2 separate regions of the Gossypium hirsutum genome follow, and region 1 is linked to region 2. The links are chromatin contacts, called in public Hi-C maps. All regions are on one chromosome and are shown on one strand. The core of a region is the stretch at or near the end of the contact, and the rest is flanking DNA. Distances in the headings are between cores, read along the strand shown.

The links. A called contact is a pair of places that touch in the nucleus more often than the background predicts.
Region 1: a Hi-C map of leaf shows a contact between it and region 2, with 2.4 times the contacts expected there. The contact joins the promoter of LOC107914514 here to the promoter of LOC107914506 in region 2. A contact is called at or near these places in 2 of 34 Hi-C or Micro-C datasets (both in leaf).

The regions. Positions count from the first base shown.
Region 1 is chrD10:18,627,485-18,634,198 of Gossypium_hirsutum_v2.1, forward strand. LOC107914514 reads right to left here and starts at 1,572. Exons shown (of 1, transcript XM_041102159.1): 1 at 1-1,572. The coding sequence starts at 984. The coding sequence ends at 31.
Region 2 is chrD10:18,486,224-18,493,666 of Gossypium_hirsutum_v2.1, forward strand. It overlaps LOC107914506 (thioredoxin H9), which reads right to left and starts at 3,328. Exons shown (of 5, transcript XM_016843441.2): 1 at 2,924-3,328; 2 at 2,006-2,072. The coding sequence starts at 2,973. LOC107914507 (ubiquitin-conjugating enzyme E2-17 kDa) reads right to left here and starts at 6,043. Exons shown (of 5, transcript XM_016843444.2): 1 at 5,806-6,043; 2 at 5,584-5,699; 3 at 4,831-4,958; 4 at 4,620-4,724; 5 at 3,841-4,205. The coding sequence starts at 5,653. The coding sequence ends at 4,062.

The DNA of each region.
Region 1 (6,714 bases), core at 322-2,821, 140 kb after region 2:
ACTGAATACAGGAAAATGCTCGTATGAGGGTTAGGGCACATATTCGTTCTCAAGAGTTGGTTGAGTCCGAGTGACCGTTGCCGACGGTGCTTTTGTATCCCCAACGGAGGTCATATGTAGTGCTTCTCCCACTTCAGCAGCCTTTTCCATCTCTTGCATTTTCTTTCTCCGCTTGCATTTGCGTGCCCAGAGTACAAGGAATCCCAAGAATGCCAGCAATGCCACTCCACCCACAACAGAAGCAACAATTATCCATGTTCTTCTATTACTCTCCTTTCCTTCACTTCTGGTTGGTGGGCTTGGTGGCGCAATTGACTCAGTAACGATAGAAAAATGCCCCTGTTGGATAGTTGAACACTCATTGGCTGATGTCAAGTTACTTAATTTAACCAAACCATGTAAATCAAACCAAACACACTTGGGCAGTGACCCATTGGGAGCCAATCGAACATCTGAAAACTTGATTTTTATAGGATCCCCAGATGCTCTTAAATCCAATTCCGGCAAATTGGTAGCCGATAAGTTAGAAGCATCATAAGCAAGAAGACCCAGAACAGGAGCGAGATAGGTGTAGTTGGGAAGCGAATAATACCGCAGGGACCAATTGCCCAAGTTCTGGTAAACCAAAACAAGCCTTTCCACATAAGGTTGCTCCACAACTCCAATGGGGATCTCGAACTCCTTGTACATCCTCACACCCCTGGTCCGCAAGCTACCACTCCTCAACCTCATTGCTGTAATGCTAATCCCAGTGAAATTAGAAGGAACGCGGGCATCGTAGGGCACTCCAGTCCTAGGGCGTACAAAGGCCCTGTAAGCATAGTCTTGAAGGAGCGCATCCAGGGCTCTGGCGGCGCTTGTCGAAGAGGCATTAGCATCAAAAGATTGAACCAGTAGAGGCGAGACTAACAACAAGCAGATAAACACAAGGAGCATCGCGAGACTCGGAAGCAGCGGGACGGAAGCACGAGTGTCGAAATTCATTTATAATGCAAGCGGGTAAGCGATGTGACGGGGGCAAACAGGAAACGGCATTGAAGCAATTGCATGAGCTTTCAAGGAAAACAGTGATAAAAACAACTGTCAAATAAGCAGATCCATAGTTGAAAAAAAAAGAGAAAAAAAAGGTAAACTTAGGATTCTGTTTTGAACATCAACTTGTAGAAGAAGCTGAGAGGCGAAGAGAGTAAAGCGAGAGGGAGCAGAAAAGGAAAGGAAAAAGGAAGGAAACAAAAAAAAAAAATACTGCTAACGGTAGTAGAATGAGTCGCAATCCTTGGAATTGATTAGCAAAATCAAAACCATAAACGATGAAAATGAGCTAGATTTGGGCAATCTGGGGGATGCCCAATATTCACACTCGTTTACCACAAAAATTTTCAAAAAAAAAATGGAGAAACGCTCTACTGCATGTTTATATAAATGCAACGGACATACATACATACAGAGAGAGAAAGAGAGAGGAGAGAAAAGAGAAAGGAAAGAGAAAAGAAGAGAAGAGAAAGGGGTTTTTTCCTATTATTATTTTTAATTTTTATTTACAGGTTGTATGAAGTAGTAGTTGCATAAGCAGTAGTAAAAATAAAATAAAAAAAATCTCTTAAACCCCACTGTCCACATGCTTGCTTTGCTTTTATTTTTTAGGTGTTTTGTTTGTATGGGGTTTTTTTTTTTCTCTCTCTCTCCATACTTAGTGCTACCACATTATTTGCTTTCTTCAGCTCCTAAGGCGAACGTGTCCCTCTCTAACTTTTGTCTTTCTTTCTATTCTTTATTTTTTTTTCCCTTAGCTTGAATTAGCTTAGGTTGCTGTGAACATATGAACTATATAGCAAACAATGAAAGAAAGAACCTACACAATTGAAATTTGTTTCTTGAGTCTCAATCTCAGTGGGGATGGTTGTTGACAACAAAGTGGAAAGTCTAAAATGTAAACTCATGTGTCAAGGAAATTGTCTTCCACTCTCAATCAATCGCTTAATCCCCCCCCCCATTTACTTATTTATTTCATAGTAATTCATATATATATACATAGTTTCATAATTCGTATATTACCAACAACTGGCTTCCTCGGGATTTTAGTCACGATGGCATTAGGGGTAACATCAAGTTATATATATTAGATGGAGTTGGAGGCTATGGCCAAAGCTAAAGTCAATTTACGAAGAATAGTGACCGGAAGTCAAAACACCGACAAACTTGGTTCAAAAAACAAACCCAAGAAACGAAAATAGTGGCTAGTTGGAAGATTACATATAAGGGGGATGTTTCACAATGATACAGTGATTCCTACCTTTACAATAGTATGGAGATTGACAAATTACACCACAATCTCTAAAGGATAAAAAAAAAAGAAAAGATTGATGGATGGAAGACCTTAGAGTTTCGATAACCATATCCTTCTACTACAAAATTACTATGTTGATTTCTGGCCTATAGATTATAATTTAACAAAACAAAGTTTTTGGATCACCATACATGGGCTTCTTATATAGTAATGGAAGTGGTAGTGAAAATGAGATTTGCTGCTATTATTGGGACTTTCGTTATTGCTGATGTTTTAATTCATGTTCAAATAATTTCTTGAATTGCTTTTTCATTCTCGCGCTTAAACTGATTTCCAAATCGATCTTTGGACAACATTCTGGACATGACTTCAAGACAACTCAAGTGAAGTTAGATGTTGCATTTTGACTTTTATCTCCATATTTACTTTTTTCATAAGCAAATGATTCTCCTAACTTAATTTATCTCTTTCAGAACTATAATGATCAAATTTTACTGATTGACTAAACATGAAGATCGGCATGTCTTATCTAATAAAACTTATTATTATCCTTTAAGAATTTATCTTGTGGATTAAATTGATGAATTACTTAGCTCATAAGGCTTTATCTTTGAATAAATATTGGAGGTAAATATCTTGGATTATTATTCAATTAAAATGATAAATTTATCTACAAAAAAAATCATTAAGGGAAGCAATCGTATTGTGCATATAAATAGGTCGTTTATTCACATATAGAGATACATATTTTGGATAGTGTTTGTGTTGGTATTGCTTGTCTCTTTGCTATTGTGTTTTGAACTCATTTTCTAGGCAATATTAAAGAGACTTGAAACTATTGTAAGCGAGGTATTTGAGTGAGTGATTGTAACAAGTTGGAGTTATTTATTAGGGCTACAATTACTTGTGTAGGGTAGATTGGGATTTACTTGATAGATTACTGAACTAATGTTTGAATAAACTATTCTGAGTAAGGCGCCATAGAGTAGGATTATTTTTGAACTGCGTTAACAAATGTCGTGTATTTATATCTCTCTTTACCATAACTGTTTTTTATCTTTGTTCACTATTTTGTTCAAACTTGTGTTTAGACATTAGATTAGACATTAGTTTGAACAATAAGTAAATTAATTGTTTTTTCAACTACAAAAATTGATGATTGGGAATGGAGAATTAAAGTTCCACAACTTCAAATACAATTATAATTAAAAAAAAGTAATAAAAACAAGGAAAGAATTTCCCCAAAGGCACAATTTTATTAATAGAAAATTTTGAATATTGACGAGGAAACATGCTTTTGATAGAAAAAGTTACAAGGGCATTTATTAAAGTATTAAACAAGGCTTAAGTCGGAAATGGTGGATGACATGAGGATTGTTCTAGCAATCATAATGACGGTAACAACGGGTTCTAGGTACACAATTTTTTAGGATTGTGGTAAGGAGTTGTTTATTTATCGTTATTGTTATAAGAAGTTGATTAAAGATGATGCGAGGCAAAACTAGCTAATTACCATTATCTCTAGTTACAAGTTTATTAAAGGTGATGTAAAATAAGCTATCTCCTTATTTTTATATAAAAAAACATGTTTTCTTATCGATTTAATAAACTTGGAGATTTAGGGTTAAAAATATTGTATTTTACAAAATTTAATATCAGAGCTCAGCTCAACTACTCCACTATATACCTTGGTAAAGGCATTTGAGGTTTAGCAACTTTACCTTATGTCTAAAGAATTTGTGATTTACTGTGATCATAAGTCGTTTAAAATTTTAAAAGAACAAGGTAAATTCAATAACAGACTTGCAAGGTAAATTCAATAAGAGACTTGCAAGGTAAATTCAACAAAAGACGCTTTACCTCATAGATATTATTTGATTATTACTTTCAATACTTGGCTACTAGGATTTGAACATATTAAATAACTTTATGCTAATGATTCTGACTTTACTAGCATTTATGATGAAAATTGGTGATATTAATAAATTTTATAAACATAATGAATTTTTGTTTGGAAATGATAAACTTTACATGTAACACCCCTCACCCGCTCCGGTCGCTGGACCCAAGCTATAGGATGCTACAATAGTTAACAAAGCATAACACATACAAATTCAGCTTTCAACATTCAATTAAGTAATAAAACATTCTATAATTTGAGCATAACATGATTTATAAGCAAATTCGAGTCTTAAACGATCTTATGAAAGCTAAAACTGAGGGACATAAATGCATAAATTCACCAGAAAATTACACAGTCGTGTAGCTAGACTGTGTAACCTACTAAAATCACGTGAAAATTAGATAACTAAATCAACAGTGCTCATTTGGGCATGTGGTCGGCCCATGTGACATTCGGGAACAGTGTGTACACATGCTTCCTAATTTTTAAATAGCACACGATCGTGTCACTAACCTATGTATGACACACGACCATGTGTCCAACTGTGTAGTGCAACAAATCACTAAATTCATAGCACATCTCAACCATTACAATGGGACCTAAAATGTACATTTTCTGTTACACCCGATTTCCACTAAGTCTGAAAATTTAGAAATAATTGAGGGGTTAAATTGAAATAAGCCATAAACTAGCAGCCACTGCTGAAAACTTAGGGAAACTTAATGACTGAATTGGACATTTTTGAAATCTAATTTTGGTTCGATTGGATTAAAATTAGCCGGTCTGTTAGTGGGAGACAAAATGATTATCAATGGATGGTTTCTATACATTTGAAGACCATGCATAAGGGGCTATAAATAGATGAGAAGTGAATTCTCAAGTGGACTCCTCTTAATTCTATTTCATTCTCTCCTCTTATTCATCTTCCTTGGTTGCTCTGAAGTAGAGATAATTATGGAAGCTTTGTATGGAGCAGTGATCACGAAGGTTGAGTCAGATAAGTAGAGAATCCAATAAGCTGGTAAGGTTCTAAGTCCTTTTGTGTACATAAGATTTAGAAAACAAAGCTAAGGGGCTTCAGAACCATTCTAGAGGTTCTACATGTTTCTGGAAAACTAAGTTTTAAGCTAAGAATACTAAGTCTAATTCATGATTTTGGTTGTTATACTTAGTTGCCAAGAGAAGGAAAGCTCTGGCGATTGGAAAAGCTAAGTTGATAAGACGAAGAGGCATCAAGTAAGTTTCTTCTTAACATATCGGGAATGTTGAGTGGTTTTCATGACTTTGAGTTAAAATCTAGAATGATGAATGATCTTTGTTAAATGTGTATGCTATGCATGAGTAGGATTGTATGCTATATGGGTGTCCACCAAAGTAGTTCAATATGCATAAAATAGTTATGATTTCATGTTTTAATAGATAGCGTACCCCATGATAGTATGTAAGTGAGATGCAAGCATAATTATAATTATGAAGCATAAAAGGGAATTGTCGACGGGTTCGATAGAGTTAGGATTGGGAAAGGGTGATTTTGTTATATACCGTTGTATGGTGTTACTATGTGCAAACCATGATTTGTAAAGTTTCGGGCATTGCAGAGGGGATACTGTAGTGTTCGAGCATCAAGGTTACGAATGGCGAAATAAAGGAATGGGTAGAGGAATAGAAGAAAATTAAATTTCTATTAGATACCATCATCCAGGATTACTAAGAGCAAATCGTGATGTGCGAAGCTCCGAACCTTTACAGGGGGCACTTCAGTGTTCGATCATCAATGTAAAATGTAAAAAAAATGATATCGACTAGTTTTTCGAAGCGACACCTCCAAGAGCTTTAAGGTGTAAGGCCATAGCTCGACTATGGCGACCAATGAAGTCTGTTAGGATATTAAATAAGGGGTTATATAGTGTAAGACCATAGCTCGACTATGGCAACCAATATAATCCGTCGGAACAGTAAACATGAGATAGTCCACTGGGATAGAAAACACAGGGTAGTCCACCAAGACATTAAAGATGAGGTTAAGTTGCGAAGAATTGCAGCTTGGCTATGAAAGAGTATGATAGTCTGTCGGGATAGTAAGCACAGTCAAGATAGAAATTGTGGAAGAGACACGGAATCTTGAGAAAGGAGGTTGATGGAAATGTGTAAGTGTAAGTGTAAGTAATGATGAAACGATAATTAGTCAGCAAATCAGTGTTGAATCTGTCGAATAAAGAAATTGAAAAGAAACAATCAGCCAAAACAATAATCATAGGAGCCGGTAAGGCATATGGGTGGTAAACCGGTAGAAATCACTCATGGGAACTAATAAGTCAGTAGTACTCGGTGTTTAGGCAAACAAAAGAGTGTTTACCTGAGGATCGTAGATAAGGATCCGTTATAAAGAAGCACCATAGAGTGCTCAGAATATCCCTATACGCTAGAAATTGGTCATAAGTCCACTGGTTAATCTATAAAGAAAAGAGGGGTTAGTCAAAACCCAAAGATAGAGAGAGTTACATTAAGGGACATACTAAGTGAC
Region 2 (7,443 bases), core at 2,078-4,577:
GAGTTCTTGCATTTTTAGCTTTTTTATTTAAAGCTCTCGAACAATTGTCATCATGACTTTTGTTGATATAGGTCTAGGTTGTGGAGGAGAAGGGTAGTTCACACAGTGATGCTAAGAGCTGCGTATGGTGGTTAAGAAGCTAGGAAAGGTGCTTTTGGGTTTTTGATGGTATTTTGACAAAGTTTGGGCATGTAAGTGTCTTTCACAATTCCTATAAGGCTTGAATGGGATGGCCATATTTGCTATCGATCCTCATCAATTTCATCATCTTCACAAAGAAATTTTTATATCCTCCCGCATCCTTTCTCCATTCCCAACATTGTCAAACCCATCAGCACTAAAGATGATTCACTCATTAGATTTTTCTTTGCTTATCAACTCAACACCTATGTTTCGTCGTAAATATTATGAATGGTCCTTTATCATCATCATTCAGCCCATTCCCACAATCACCAGAACCAACTCTATTCCCAAAATTGTCAAACCCATGAGCTCTAAAAATGCTTCCCTCATCAGATTTTTCTATGCTTATAAACTCAACACCCATGTTTCTTTTACCATCATCATTTAAGCCCATTTCCGCTATCACCAAAACCGACTTCCCTTGCCATTGTTGACACACTCATTCCTTTCATATTCACCATTTTACCTTCTTGCTTCTCTTCACTTCCACCATCCCTTCTCAAACATATGAAGTTGGACAATTCCTTCTTTGTCAACATAGCTTTCATTCTCAGCTGTTTGAACTTGGCCACTTGTTGCTTGTACCAACAATAAGGTCAATAGAATTTACCCATATAATCAAATTCGAGTTTCCAAGTTATGCACACCTCATGGAAAGCAATTGGGCAGCCATTTTTGCTGCAGACCAAAACCTAGCCACTGCTGCTATTGCATTTAATACAATACTCTCCTTTTAACCAATCACCAACAATGCAGTCTCCAGCATGGTTTCCTCTTGCACATCTATCCACCATGTTGACAGAATAAAGAATTAAAACATTATCACCATCATCATCATCCTACTCACCAACACCATCACCCACCTTGTCATCAACATCCGCATGGACATCACTTTCTTTGCTGTTGCTAACACACTTGCTCCTTTTAGGTTTACTATTTCATCTTCCTCTGCCTGCGTCCTTTCTCCATTCCCAACACTGTCAAACCTCTAAGCTCTAAAAATGCTAAGGATGCAAGTGGAGGAAGATGAAATAGTAAACCTGGAAGGAGCAAGTGTATCAGCAATGATAAAAGAAAAGTGAGTTTTGATGATTGTAGAAATGGGCTGAATGATGATGATGAGACTACTGATCGATGAAATACAACAGGGTGTTGAGTTTATAAGCAAAGAAAAATCTGATGAGGGAAGCATCACTAGAGATGATGGGCTTGACAATGTTGGGAATGGAGAAAGGGTACAGGAGGACCGACGGCAAATACAACTATCTAGTTCAAGTCTTGTAGGAAGTGTGGAAGACATTTAACTACCCAAAATCTGCCAAAAAAAAACACCTTTTGAACCAGCATATCGGGCTGTAAGCACCACAATGTAAACCACACTTCTCCACAACCCAGACCTGTATCAACAAATGTCATGCTGACAACCGTTCAACAGCTTTAAATAAATGCAAGAACTCTGAGAATTTTAAATTGGATGAAAAATGTTTCAGAACAAATTTGCATGTCCAATAATGGACGTAAAATATCAGCAAACTTTAATTTTGAAAAGTTTCAGAATATTTTTTGGTTTATTTAATTAAAGATTCATTGCATCTTGGCCAACATAATTCTCTCATCAGATATATTATTAAGTCATTAAAAACTCAAAAGACCAAAGGATTATACCCTGTTCTTGCGGCAGTACAGTTACTAAACCTATCAAAATGTTATTCACTGATAGATAAATAAATGCAGAAAACCCGAGAACCAGAACGATAACTATTAGGCGAGAAAACCAAAATTGCATGCTATAAAATAAATAAAATGTGCTAAGAGCACTTACCTTAGAGAAGCAATGTCCCATATTTGAAAAATGCCAAAACGCCAACTGCAGCAATGTATCAGTACCCCTGAAAGTTGGGAAGACATCAAATTCCAGACATTGCAGACTTAAGTCCATGGTAAAGAAACAATTTTAACTATCAATTTATACACAATAATCAATCTTAAACAAGTTAAAAGTAAATCCACACTACTTCCACACAGGCAATAAACTTCAAAAGGCATAATAGCTGTATTATTTCCTAATAAACAATACTTGGATAAAACCCTAAGGGTATGTATTTACATTTCTGAATAAGTTACAGTCCATCCTGTTTTTCAAACCCAAAATTATGATATACAAAACCAAATCATGCTATTTGCTTTCTCAAATCCTTGCCAATAAAGCAAAAGAAAATCCTCCAAAAATGAAATTCTCATTCGATTGAACAAATAGTCAAAATGCAACAACAATTCCAACGACATTTAGACATAGCTTTTTCACTTGAATTATCAGAATTTTAACAAATACCAAGAAAGGAAACAGAAAAGTAAAAGAGTAATCTGAAAGTACTCTACAAATGGAAACAAAGAGAAAAGCAAGCTAGGAATGCAAGCTAAGAAGATTAATAGAACACCCGTCAATTACCAACTTAGAACAAAGCGACGGCTAATTTACCTGTAAAGATTAAGGCTTGATTTTCCGATTAGATTGGTGACAATAAAAAGAATCCAATACTAGATGCGAAAATTAAAGTAACCTTGCGGTTTAAGGAATCTAATGAAGTAGAAATTAAATAAAGAATGAGTAAGCAGAAAATTTTGGGTACGAAAAGCTTCTGAAAAATCAATGAAGGAAACAGAGTAGTAGATTAGAAACCCAAAGTCTCCAACACAAACAGGAATAGAGTCAAGCAGGCTCAAGCTTCGAAGGACTGACCTGTTCTCTGACTGTTTAGATCCTTGCCTTTTGCATCGCAATTTACTCATATACCCCCATGTTTTTCGCTGTTGCCAACAGGTTGAATTTTTCTAGTTTCTATTTTATATTTTAGAATAACTAAAAAATTTTAGATCAAAATATGCCACTAATTTCTAAAATATTCTTTTTCCGACTAATCCTTTATTACAATTATCGCAAGATTTAGTTATTTTTATTTATATAATTAGTATTTTTTTAATTAAAATTTACCTACTAAATACATTCATACAAGCAAATTTGGAAGGAAAAAAAGTAATGGGTCAATAATTGAAAAAAATAAAAGATTTAATTTTTAATTTATGCTCCGTAAGTAAAATAATTAATGTTGTGGAACAAGAAATTTTCAGTGCTGAAATGCAGTTGTTCCATTCAAGTCTGTATAATTTAAAATTAATTAAAGAAATTCTTAAGCTTGAAGCTATATCAACAACCTTATTATGGGGTTGTGGTTAAAGAATTACGATTCGTTTTACCTAAAGTTTGGCAACTGTTTTCAGTTGCCCTAAGGGTTGGGTTGTCCATTTATGGTTATAATTATTTGACATGATGGTTTCTTACCTCAACTCATCAGTCCCTGCACTTTTTAAAAAATTTGAAATTCAATCTCATACTTTTTATTTTTTAAATTTTGACCCTGTTAAATGTTTTTTATTAAACATATTAGTGTGAAATTTTGAAATAAAAAAAAAATTTACCTAACAACCATGTAACTAAAAAAGTGATATTATAATAACTTGAATTTAATAAAAAAATTTAACAATTTTAATATAGGGACTAAATTCCAAATGTTGGAGGAGCACAAGGACTGATGGCATATTTTTAACTGTTAAAAATTTTGTAGTCAAACCATAATCCTCCACTTATAAGCATGAAAGTTTTAGGAAATGCTTCATCATATAACAAGCTATAAAAAGACATGGAATGGAATGGCATTCTCTCTTACAACCATAGACCCACCTTTGATATAAGATGTCCACATAATTCAAATCCAAATCTAAGCACAATCACAAGTTCCTTCCCAAACCAAAATATATGAAGGTTTTAACACATACATGGCATCGTACAAAAGCCAATACGTATTACCCACTAACCACCATCATCCCATGGCATACTTCTGGGTCCAGCCACGTGCTGTAGCTTCATACTTTGCCCGATCAGTCTTATACATGTGCGCAATCTCCAGAACAAGTGGGTCATCAGGGTTTGGATCAGTCAACAACGAGCAGATCGAGAGCAGAACCTGGTTTCGCATTGGAGTTAAACTCTTTTATTTCCAATCAGCGGCAGAAGCCAATGCAAAGAAGGATAGTAACAACAACAATATAATAGTTCATCTTCTAAAGTGGCTAAAGTTGGTGCGTATTGCCAATGATATTTAATCAAGGTTGGTCTTTCTCTTCTGATATTAATTATTCAATTCCCAGAAAGAATTAAACTCGGGGAGTAACTGTAGTGATTGTTCGTGTGTTGGAAACGCATACAAACTCGTAAAATGCAAGTCTAACTTATAACCAATAGAAAGTAATTTTACCCAAGGATATTGAAATCATTTAAAAGTAACACCAGAGAAACTTTTGTGCAGCCATAGTCGGCCAAAAACCAAGATTCTGCATGTGTATGAAATACCATAAGGTTAACAGGAGTAAGGTCAAACCTTGGAAATGGTTAGGGCTGGACTCCACTGTTCTTTTAGGATATCAAGACAAATGCTCCCATTGCTATTGATGTTTGGATGGAAAACCTTGGTCCTAAATGCAACCTAAACATGATGGCAGCATTATCCATGAAAAGAGGACGTACCACTCAAACAACATTTCACACACAGAGAAAAGGGATAATAAAACGATCCAGGTGAAGCAAACTACCTTAGGGGGCTTGAAAGGATAATCTGGAGGAAAATGAATACTAACTAAAAATACACCTCCCGCATAAGGGCTATCGGAAGGGCCCATGATTGTTGCTTGCCAATGAAACATGTCTTCAGCTACAGGTCCTATCACAAAAAAAAAAGTGCAAGCATCCCGAGGTTAGTGACATAATAGAGCATCACATGACAAAGTTAGGTCTAAAGAATGCGAATCGAAAATTTTGTAGACTAAAAACTTAGGGACTTCGGACCCATGCTACATTGTTGAGGGTCACTAGCCCAAGCCGTACCCTGGCTCCCTCAAGGACTTCTATATAGTAGAGGTCTTGAGTTCGAGCCTTGCCATTAGCTAGCTTTTCGGCAACCATGGCACCATGTGCTCGCTCTTCAGTAACTCTGGCTCCTGCCTATTCAGGCATCCCGAGACGCGCACCTGCTTTGTGAACCCATCAGCGCTCTCGACAGAGAGACAAAACCTCGACATGTTGAGGGTCCGACCCTCAGCATCCATGGTTACGGAATTTCAGCGATAAGCACTGGGGATGGACAAAAGCAAGCTTGCTTGAGCACAGGTTATAAGTATACAGCCAAATACATATAATCCTAAATGGAATTCAATACATTCATGGGTATATAAATGACACGTATTGTACATGAAACCAGAGAAAAGAAAAATAGACAAAGTGGTATAAATGAAGTTATTATCAGGAGGGGCATAAAATTTATGTATGTCCAGAAAAAGAAAAGGGACCTGCACTGCAAGAAGTGGGTGGATCCTTTTGCAAATCCTTGAGTTCCTTCAAAATCCGCTTCGAGGCCATGACGCTTTGAACAGACCACAAGAATCCTAAGAGGACAGGAAGGAACCTGAAGACAAAATCAGAAAAAACCATCACATGAAGAACAATATATAGCAACTGCAGTGAAAGTAAAGATTGAAGAAGAAAGTTGTGAAAGAAAAAAGAAAATATACCTAGAGCAGAAGAGAGAAATTGGGGATTAGATATGAGACGGGAAAGTTTGAAACTTTGAAGCAGATTCTCCTTTTTATCTCTCTCTCTCTCTTCTTCCTTCCTTCCTTGGCCCTCAACGAGCGCGTCGTCTCCACCGGCAATCCCTTGATTTTGCACTCACAACAGAGCGAGAGAGATAACAGTTTTTTATATAAACAAGAGGAATCTTATCACACGCAAACATAATATTTAAAATACAAATATTAGATAAATAATCAGTATAATTTAAAATTAATTAATAATGAATATGTATAATATTAAAATAGAAAAAACTTAAATTGTGAGTAAATAAATTTAAATAGTAAATACTTCATATTAAAAAAATACTAAATGTATTATAACTATACGTGATGTTATTATTAGTTACTATTGAGTTGACTTTTGACACTAACTCAATTAGTAACATTACGAATATATACACAATTGATTAAAGTAATAAATTACTATAATACAGTTAAAATGTAAATATCATAATATAATAAAACTTTACTTCAGTTATAAAATTAATGTTTTATTGACATGAATAATATAGGTTTAAATCCCACAATATACAATTTTTTTATTAAAGTATCTTCGAATAATATAATTAATTTTAATAATAAAATGGCATTTTCGTAATTTCACTAATTAAGTTGGTGCTCGATTGACTTGTAACACCAACTCAAATAAGAACTTAAATAATAGTATAGATATACAATTGATAGAGGTAATGAGTGCATATAATAAAATTAAAATCTACTTTAGAATCAAAATAAAGATTTGGTTGAGTGGTAAAATACAGTTTTATTAATACAATTAGCGTTGGTTAAATAAAAAGACTAAAGTATTTTTAAATAATATAATTTATTTTAAATACTAAAGGACATCAAAGTAATTTTTCTTAATTAAAAAGGTGCTCGATTGACTTGTAACACCAAATCAAATATTTAAATTATGCCAAAAAAAAACCCCAGAAATTTAAATAATAGTATAGATATATAATTTATGATGTTAATAAAGTGAGCACAACAGAATTAAAATGTATACAAATATTAAAATAAAGCTTTGATTGAATAGTAAATTTAAGATTTTATAAATGGAATTGACATGAGTTCAAATATCATCATATGCTTATTACTATTTTTTAAATAAAAGATTAAAATAACTTTAAATAATATAACTTATTTTAAATATGAAAGGATATCAAAGTAGTTTCGTTAATAGAATTAGTGTTTGATTAATTTGTGACATCAGTTCTTTTTATTAAATTTTTAAATAAAAAACTAAATTACACTTCAATAATATAATTTCTTTAATTAAATTCTAACATAATAGAGATGTTTGAGTTAGACATGTACTCTACTTCAAGTAATTAGCTGATCTCACCTTCAAACTCAATAACCTTTTTTGGACAATGATTGAGCGATTTAAAATTATTTATTAATTGACTAATTATTGTCTATTTTATATTTATATAATAATGATTGAGTTAATCTTTAAAAAATCAAAAATAATATTTATATAATAAAATCCCAATTTTAGTTTCTTCTTATTTGTATTTTAGCACTTTAGAAACGAAAGTATATTTAGGTATTAATTTAATCATAATAGGCATATAA